Regions from separate parts of the Bombyx mori genome. Here region 2 is linked to region 1. Evidence: chromatin contacts called from public Hi-C data. All regions are on one chromosome and are shown on one strand. Each heading gives the region's core, a stretch centred on a gene start, on an enhancer-like site or on the middle of the called end of the contact. The rest is flanking DNA. Distances are from core to core; before and after follow the strand shown.

What was found. A called contact is a pair of places that touch in the nucleus more often than the background predicts.
Region 2: a contact with region 1 is called in a Hi-C map of whole pupa, with 4 times the contacts expected there. The contact joins the enhancer-like site here to the promoter of LOC101740011 in region 1. A contact is called at or near these places in 3 of 7 Hi-C or Micro-C datasets (midgut and whole pupa).

The regions. Positions count from the first base shown.
Region 1 is chr13:13,906,267-13,911,275 of ASM3026992v2, reverse strand. It overlaps LOC101740011 (phospholipid-transporting ATPase VD), which reads right to left and starts at 3,008. Exons shown (of 16, transcript XM_004927955.5): 1 at 1,841-3,008. The coding sequence starts at 2,655. It overlaps LOC119629346 (a long non-coding RNA gene), which reads left to right. Exons shown (of 3, transcript XR_009974753.1): 2 at 1-280; 3 at 784-1,596.
Region 2 is chr13:13,956,971-13,961,979 of ASM3026992v2, reverse strand. It overlaps LOC101740011 (phospholipid-transporting ATPase VD), which reads right to left. Exons shown (of 16, transcript XM_004927955.5): 2 at 1,237-1,441. Among protein-coding and RNA genes, the nearest start is that of LOC101738667, 37 kb to the left of the region's middle. Within about 2 kb of position 2,514, at least 3 of the 8 cell types and tissues checked have open chromatin away from gene starts, as enhancers often do.

The DNA of each region.
Region 1 (5,009 bases), core at 1,759-4,258:
TCAATTGAAATCACTGTAAACGAGCCGGGCGACGCGAAAGGCACTTTAAAGTTCGAGGACACGCATATTACCGACGGATACATGAAATATTTCATTACGAACATCGATCACTACACACGTGGGCCTTTTGAAATACCAACATCCAATTTCCGAGGTTTATTTATTTTACATCGTCATTTCCTACATTGTGTTATAAGGCGATATAAGGTTTCCGACTAACACGGCGAAGGTCATCTTACGAGGTTGCTTTTCTAAAAATCTAATTTACGAACGAAAATAGGTAGGTACTGAACATGTATCGACACTATACACCTTACTGTATTTACTTTTTAGTTTAGTTTTAATAAATCATTCGAATTAAACAGATCAAACGACATAAAAGTCATAAAATGTCGAACAAACATTGTGTAATTTCAATTAAACATTGGTAAGAAGTTAAACCCATAGAGCACAAAACCCGTAGAGTATTTTTTGCATAAACGCAGTCTAATATTTATCTCTTAATGTTTGTCATAAATAATGTTACATAGTATAGATACTGTAACATTTCAAGACATCTTTGTTTGTGTTTTCAAATGATATAATATGATCATTACACATTCTTTTGTTGTTAAGCTGTTGCTTAGAAAATGGAGAGAAAGATGAACTAGAGAATTGAAAATCCTATCAAGAAATCAAGAAAATTCAAATAGGTGATGCAAAAAAATATTTAAAAAAAAGTATCCATGTTGTCTAACTATATAAATACTAGATTAACTAATAGAAATAGACCTTTTTTTTCAGTCAGTTAAATTGGATGTCAACATGCCAGTGCATTCGTGAAAATGAAAGGGGAGAAAAGAAGACTTAAATTTTTTATTACATTTATGTTGTGTCTGTGCACTCAACACTTAACAGTTGGGTTTGTTTATTCAATTAAATTTATAGATTGCCACTATAACAAATAAAATTTTATTTGAATAAATTTACTTACTTTAATTGTTCAGTATGTGAGTTATTACATGCTTTGTAATTAATTCTGAATTTTTAGAAATAAATAAATAATATTCAGTGTGTACAATATGAATTATAGCTTTTCATGTACATCAGTTTCTTAAAGATATCTTCTATCTATCTTGGGGTATCTTCCCAGAATTATTTATATACAAAAAATATATTTGTTTGTGTAAATATAATTGTGATTGTAAAAATGTATTTTTAATAAAGTAATATTATATTAATATTATTATCTAATCTGTGAATAATATAAGCTTGGTTCTTCAAATTAGTAGACAAATGAGATTAAGCATAATGAAGATCATTTTAAGTTTTATAGAATATTAACTGTTTCACGCATTAATAAAAAAAGGATATTTAGAAATACTTATGTATAAAAAATACTCTGTTCAAATTCTACATGTTGCTCTTGTTTCATATTTTTAACACAATTATTGTTATTTTGCAGTATGCACTGATAAAAGGTAATATAATATTTTTGTAGACTGTTTTCACTGATATTCATTATTCTACTTAATCCAAATGACTATATTATTATTTTTATAAAATCTGTATATTAAAAGAAAATAAAACTTTAAATTGACTTGAAAAATATAAAAATGTGCTTAAAGTTTACATTCAATATTATGATAAAATAATGAATCAAATAATGTATCCAAAACCAAAATGAAAATTGCTTTTTGATACATAAGCTAGCTTAAGGGCCAGAGCCATTTTGTAAATTCTACAGAATCTTATGAAACAAACTGAGTCATTACTTACTGTAGGTACAACAATTCCACATTCTAGTATACTTCCAAATAGCTAATTCAAGTAAAAAAATATTAAGATTTAAATTACTCACTTCTTGTATACTCTGCAAAATGAATTGTTGATTCTCTTGTCTGACATGTGTCTTCTCCGATCTTCAAACAAGTCTTTAATAGCCGTCACACCTAACACAAACAACACAGGTAGCATAGCCACTTCCTTGCCAAATGCACTTATAGCTGGCACCCAGTTCAACAACACAATAAAAATAAAATACACATTTGCGATCCTATGAAACTGTTCAAATAAATTTTTTGGTAAAAATGACAGTAAGGTGTATTTAGTAGTCCTAATTTTATTGTTGCACCTATGTCCATTAGGATGGTCTTTTGGTGGTGTTTTATCTGGCACTAAATGGTTTGGTACTACAGTCATATGACAATTATCAATAACAGGCTGTTGTCTTCTCAACAACCAAAAGGCTGCACGCCGCCATGGGCCAACAACGGAAGTTCTTCTTATTGTGTATATGGAATCAGAGCGGGATGCTTGTCGTGAGTGATGAGCGCGTACAGATCCCAGTCTTGGTTGGGCACTTGCAGGTACTGGTTCGCGATGACCTGGTGGCAAGATGAAGTCTGTGCGGCTGCCAGTGCGACTGTGACCGGGTCCTGACCCGGCGCGTGGACCTTCGCCAATTTGACCATGAGACAAAGCTCGCTGATGACCTCTCAGTGCAGATTTTAAGGGCGGCCGGGCCGTGGTCGTATTCCCGGCTAGTATGGGAGTGCCACCATGGCTTATGGACCTCGAGTGTCCTTTTACTTTCGGAAATAGATATGTTTGTTCGGGTGCTCCTGGTAAACATGGCACCGTCGAGGGAGTCTCTCCGCTTCCTTCTGTTGACATTTTTATACATCTGTGATGGATGCCGCTCAATTATTCCTTTCATTTAAAACGTGACGCGTAATGTGATAGTAATGTTTATTGAAGAGTTATAAGAGAATTTGTCGATTGTCGAATGATTTGAAACATATGGTAAAGTCATCTGATCACTGATTCGCAAGAATAATATTCGTGTTACAGAGAGAACGTATCAATGGTGATGTATTCTGAACTGATAGTACATTACACATTGCTATATATTTCACATCGAAATACAAATATTGTTATTTCCACGAAGCAACGGCGCTTATCACGTACGCGAGAGAACAACTCAAAACAACTAAAAAAGTGACTGTAAGTGAGAGTAGCGAACTGACAGAATTGACACGAAGTTGACATTTTGACATGATTTTGTTTTATTTGATTGTCAATTGGATACGCGATGAGAGCAAAGCCTATACAGCCAAGTCTTGTGTAGTGGAGGATGAAGCCATCATTGCCATATGAATGGCAATTTACAATGTCCGTTCCCGTATCACCTACGCAGCTGCGACATGGTATCACCTCATCCCGCAGCTTACGCGGGTGAGGTTGCAGGCCCAGTAAAATCTGGCTCTACGCACGATAGTAGGAGCAGGCCGTTACGTCAGAAATGACGTAATAGCCCGGGATCTTTATGTGCAGTTGCTCGAGGAGTTCATTTGGAGGCTAGCTCGTAATATTTACGAGCGGGCTGACGGTGGACCCCACGAGCATGTCCACAATATAGCTCCCTTGCATGCCAGACCAACTGATGGTCGGGCGCAACCAAGGGAGCTACTGGCAACTTAACCGGAGTGTTAAGGGAGTGCTCATAATGAGTGTGGGAGCATGGGGATGGGACTGAGCTGTCCACATACGGGATCCGTGGTGGACCCCGGCCCTCTTCTTGCTGACTGTTGTTCCTGTTTGTATATAGTAGTTAGTAGTTAGTTTGTAGTTAGGTTTAGTTAGTTGTAAGGGCAAAAAAGAAAAGAAAAGAAAAGCAGAGTACAGCACCCCGGCGCCGCCGCGCTGGTGTGCTACGTCCACGGGCACCAATTCGACGCCTAACCAAGCCCATCGTATTATATATGTTTAAATAGATGTAAACTGCAACCGAGCACGCTAAGAACAGTCCCACCCTCATCACACCCTGCCCTGCGTTGCAGGGAGTTTCTGCCCGCCGGGGCAGATGGGTTTGCCCCGAGGCCCGCTCCGTGCCCTCTTAAGGGGGCACGAAGAACCCTTCTTATCTTATTGTGAATGGCAGTGAAATGGAGCAACTGGACCTAAGATGCAAATGAAATTGATATTGGAATGGAATTTTTGAATATTAAATTCAGTTACTGAATCAATTGTCAGTTTAAACGCAATGAAGTAAGACGTGTCATGTGCGTAAGAGGATGGCCCCAGTATTGTCTAGAAAAGAACAAATTTTTTATTTTTTTTATTGCTCGAAATAAAAAATAAAAAAAACAAGAATATCGCTGAAGAAATATTTATTGCTGTGCGGAATGTTAACAAATATGACATGAATATGAACATTATGAGTGATTTAGAACCAGCAAACTTCAGAAATCTTCTTTATATATAAAAAAGAATTGCTGTTCGTTAGTCTCGCTAAAACTCAAGAACGGCTGAACCGATTTGGTTATTTTTGGTCTTGAATTATTCGTGGAAGTCCAAAGAAGGTTTAATCTACCTTGATTTAAGAAAATGCTCGGAATTAAATAAAAATAACAATTTTGTTTTTCTTTTGATGTGTTCCCCTTCGGACGGATTCCTTTAGGTCTTTTATTTATCGATTGAGGCACTACGAAGTCTGCCGGGTCAGCTAGTTATCTTTAAATGGATTCGATCTCGTTTGACCTAATATTAGGCCTTGTGACACCGTTTATTAAAAAACAGGATACTATCCTACGATAGTCTATTATATATTTATTTTACAACTATTACATATCTAATCCTACGACAGTATAAGTCCAAAAGAAAGATTGGTTGTAACATTAAGATTTCTTGCAACAGGAAATTCGTATCAAGATTTAAAATTTAGTTCTTCAATATCCCAACCCCTGATGACAAAAACTATCCCTGAAACATGTCGGGCTATTTATAAATGTCTGGAACATTAAATAAAGGCGACCGAAATTAATACTTTTTATTCGGAAGCAAAAAACAAACTAAACTTCTTCTCTTTGTTAAAAACACAAACATCGATTCTCAATCTTTGATATAATTTTGGTTCATGCTTCTTGCATGCATGCAATCTTGCATTCAATATGCACCTTTAATAATCTGGATTCTATAATTTTACTTCGTTCATTTTGTTCATTCGGCAACGTCATCGATGGCCGACA
Region 2 (5,009 bases), core at 1,265-3,764, 51 kb before region 1:
GTCTGAACGTGAAAGCGATAAATTATTCTACGGTTAACGTAGTTCACCTTTGGAACATTGATGGGTTCGGTTAATAATTAAGCTTTAAGAGCCATTGAATTAAGAGGATTGAAGGATATTTTCATTATATTGCATTGATAGGTGAGCTAGTCACGGTTCATCTGGAGCTAAGCGATTGCTGTAGCCCATAAACTTCAAAAAGCTTTGAATGCCACCCCCCACCTTGAAATAAATGAGGTCGAAACCTCGATTGAATTGTATTGTATTGTTATATTATTGTATAACGGCTGTCCCATCCTTCAAACTGAAACTTATTGCTACTTCGCGGCAGGAATAGCGTACCCTACCACTATGAAAAATACTTCAGTTATATATTGAAATAGCTAAAATATAAAAATGATTGTCTTTAATACGTTGACTATCGTATAGGTCACCGGTGCCCTACGTGGTGCACTGAAGTAATTATGTCGATTTCTATCTTCGATCTTCTCACTAAGGCGTCAGAATATTTAGTAGACTCTGGAAAAGACGAATCCGAAGATACTGCGAATGAATCTATTTCTAAAAGACCGAAAGGACTAAAACATATATTAATTAACAAAAAAAATTAGGCAATCCAGGCGCTTAGTGCCAAAAATCGACATAATTACTTTAGTGTGCTTAGTGCCACTTTTTTAACTTATCGATCGCGTAAAAGCTAACTCAAATTTCTATGGAGCTGGAACGTTTGCTTACGTTTGCCACTAGAGGCGCTGTTCCAAATCCATACAAATTTGAGTTAACTTTTACGCGATCGAGAAGTTAAAAAACTCGCACTAAGCACACAGTGCGTCACGTAAGGCACCAGTGACTTACGTGACAGTCAACGCGATAAACTGTCTCGAATTGCGAACTACATAGTTCCTGCATAAAGTATTTTATTCGCATACAATTTCTAATAGACTCCGAAAACCGAGAGAAATTTCAGGGACCGTTGTAAAAAATATATTTTCGAAGCTTCACAGGTGTACGTGACCCCGATTTTAATGCAACCATAGAACGTCAACAGAAATACAACGCTATCAGGTTACCAACCGTAAGAACTCCTGCGAAAAATTCCGTTGCGTGACGATTAAAAAAAAAACAACAACATATTGGTACGTGCCAAATCTTGAGCCTGCCATTCCTCGCACGCGAATCACGCATGATCCGGCTAGACCACGAGCGAAATTTAATAAATTTAAATACTATTATTACCTTTTCTCTGAAGCCCGGTGCGACGATTCTCTGTTTCAAGTTTGTCTCTCCGTCCAGATTACACGTGTCCAGGTAGCAGATCCCCATTGGATTGGAGGAGTGCAGCAGCACCATATCAGCTGGCACCGCTTCGTTGTTAGACAAGTGAACGAGGTCGCCGACTCGAACGTCCCTCCATTTCACCTTAACATATCTTTCGGCTGATCTGTGAAACGAAGATAAATAATTAATGAAAAACAAATACGGTTTTACGTTATCTGAAGGTTGTTGAGTGTTATGTACTACATACAGCCTTGTTCGTATATTTTTTACGAGTGATGTATTAAAGACAATGAAATTGAAATTCTCTAACACGTATTGAATAGTGCAAAGTAATATTGTATCAGACGATTTCACGATGCCTCATTATATCCCTGGAGGTATTGCTAATTTCCTACTTAACTGCCTATTTTTACACCGAATAACTAATGAACTTATTTGCCGATTTTAACATCAAAAACGGAAAACAAAACTAATTTTGCACATTTTAATCTTACGTGCTTACGTTGGTTGGCATGCGCGACGCGACGTCGCGAAAAATTATACGTAACTTGACATAACACACTTGGTTATGTAAATTTGGTTGATGATGGTGGTGATGATTGATGAATAGATTTGTTTGCTCTTTTTCTGGGTGTTTTTATTAAATATATATTTAAACATGTATAAGTATGTTTATCTGTCTCTGGTACCCATGTATCCATCCTAGCTCAGCTCAAAATCCGGACTAGACACTCCACCATTTGCCTGCGAAGAATTCTTAAATACTTTGGCCACATTGCAAGGACAGACAGTGACAGCTTGGAGAAATTGGTGGTCACTGGAAAGGTCGAGGGCAAGCGACCAAGAGGCAGGAGCTCGACCCGTTGGACGGACCAGATTCGTGCAGCCCTTGATACCACAGTGCACGATGCTCTGCACTCAGCTGCAGATAGGAACAGATGGCGGTGCATTATAAAAAAACAAACTGTTTCAAGGCCATGACCACGACCCTCAGTAATGAGGAAACCGACGCAAGGAGGAGGGTACCTATAACACAGGGAATCCTAAATTAGGGCCGGATGACTGAACCAGACCACGCCCACTCTGTCAAGAGTGTACGACTAGGAAGAAGACTGTTGGTATATTATTTTTTGCATTACTATACATTATTAGTCAATTTTTCTACCTACTAATGTCGCTGTAACACAAACATGCAAGCATGCTATGTCGTCACGATGTTATCGACTGCGTGTCGGCTGGCTTTTTTTTTAAAATCGTTCATGGCTCCGATAAGAGTTCGCGAGGTAAAAGCAACAGGTAACTTGTTCTATGGTGGCCCGATTACACGAATAATCCGTAGACGATTACCGCTTTCGCTTTCATTTGTTTCGCATTTATATTTTCTTTCTTGTCACCGCTTAATAGAGGCAATGACTTAACAATGCCAGTGGGATTTTTTTTTTGTTTCCTTTTACTAGGATCGCCTCATTGGTGTACCGATTACTCGACTCTCACCATTGTTGTATGGTCTTCAGGTTCGTTTCAAGTTGGATATCTATTAAAGTTATTACGCCTTAGTGTTCTCAGTGTATTTGACACAAACGAGCGCGTTCTATATAACCGAAAAAAAAATCTTGAACATTAATAGAAATGATTTTTTTTTCCTACTGAAGCTGACGGTCTAGAGAGACCGTATCAGGGTAACCTCAACAAGTAGGTGAGCTCACAGGGCTCAAACCTGACGATGTTGCTGATCCGAACCCTAGCAAGAGCCGTGCTTCGCAGAAACTACCACTGGATCGGAAACGCGACCCATTGAGAGGATCCGGCGAGAAACTCAGTGGGCTGTGTCTGTGGGTTAAGAAATTACCATTGGAAACATCTCGCGATATTATATTATAGAATATCCGAGATGCAAGTATTACCTAACATACAAAATGTAATTCGAATATTAATAAAATAAATCTAATCATATGCTATAACAAGATTACTCGGTACGTGCTTTTAAAAAAAATTAAAATAATCGGTTTTCAATTTCTCGATAAAGAATGTACATAGTACCTACGCTTTATTATTAAATGTCAAATTTCAGGAAGTACATTCGTTATCAGTTAAGAGTAATAAACTATAATAAACGTTTTCGTTTCGAGACAATTCCTTTTATTGTTTTATTTTTTTTACGTCCTGTTTGTGAGCAAGATTTTTATTGACGTCATAAAACGGTGTAGAGGCGTGTAGTGTAAAGGAGTGTAGACCTAACCCATGCATCAGCCCGCTGAGTTTCGCGCCGGATCTTCTGAGTGGGTCGCGATTCCGATCCGGTAGTAGATCCATTCGCAAAGCAATTGCTCTTGAGTAGTTAGGTCTCCTTCGGAGGCGCTCGGGCCTTTTCGATATCGAGTCGAGGGAACCCGCTCCTCCCCACGACCTCTCACAGCTGGAGTTCCGCAAGGCTCTGTCCTCTCACCCCTCCTATTTAGCTTATTCGTCAACGATATTCCCCGGTCGCCGCCGACCCATTTAGCTTTATTCGCCAACGACACGACTGTTTACTATTCTAGTAGAAATAAGTCCCTAATCGCGAAGAAACTTCAGAGCGCAGCCCTAGCCCTAGGACAGTGGTTCCGAAAATGGCGCATAGACATCAACCCAGCGAAAAGTACTGCGGTGCTATTTCAGAGGGGAAGCTCCACACGGATTTCCTCCCGGATTAGGAGGAGGAATCTCACACCCCCGATTACTCTCTTTAGACAACCCATACCCTGGGCCAGGAAGGTCAAGTACCTGGGCGTTACTCTGGATGCATCGATGACATTCCGCCCGCATATAAAATCAGTCCGTGACCGTGCCGCGTTTATTCTCGGTAGACTCTACCCCATGATCTGTAAGCGGAGTAAAATGTCCCTTCGGAACAAGGTGACACTTTACAAAACTTGCATAAGGCCCGTCATGACTTACGCGAGTGTGGTGTTCGCTCACGCGGCCCGCACACACATAGACACCCTCCAATCCCTACAATCCCGCTTTTGCAGGTTAGCTGTCGGGGCTCCGTGGTTCGTGAGGAACGTTGACCTACACGACGACCTGGGCCTCGAATCAATTCGGAAATACATGAAGTCAGCGTCGGAACGATACTTCGATAAGGCTATGCGTCATGATAATCGCCTTATCGTTGCCGCCGCTGACTACTCCCCGAATCCTGATCATGCAGGAGCCAGTCACCGTCGACGCCCTAGACACGTCCTTACGGATCCATCAGATCCAATAACCTTTGCATTAGATGCCTTCAGCTCTAATACTAGGGGCAGGCTTAGGGACCCCGGTAACCGTACTCGTCGAACTCGACAAAGAGGTCGACGTGCAACCTAACCCATGCATCAGCCCGCTGAGTTTCTCGCCGGATCTTCTCAGCGGGTCGCGATTCCGATCCGGTAGTAGATTCATTCGCGAAACAATTGCTCTTGAGTTGTTAGGTCTCCTTCGGAGGCGCTCGGGCAGTTGTTAGCAAATCCCACCCCTCTTGGCTGAGCCTTTGCTCGCCCACCTGTCCTGGTGAAACTGGAAAGGCCTTCGGGCCACCAGTAAACTTTCAATCATAAAAAAAAAAAAGGCGCTCGGGCAGTTAGCAAATCCCACCCCTCCTGGCTGAGCCTTTGCTCGCCCACCTGTCCTGTTGAAGCTGGAAAGGCCTCCGGGCTACCAGTAATCTTTCAATCATAAAAAAGAAAAAACGAGTGTAGATTTTTAAGGAA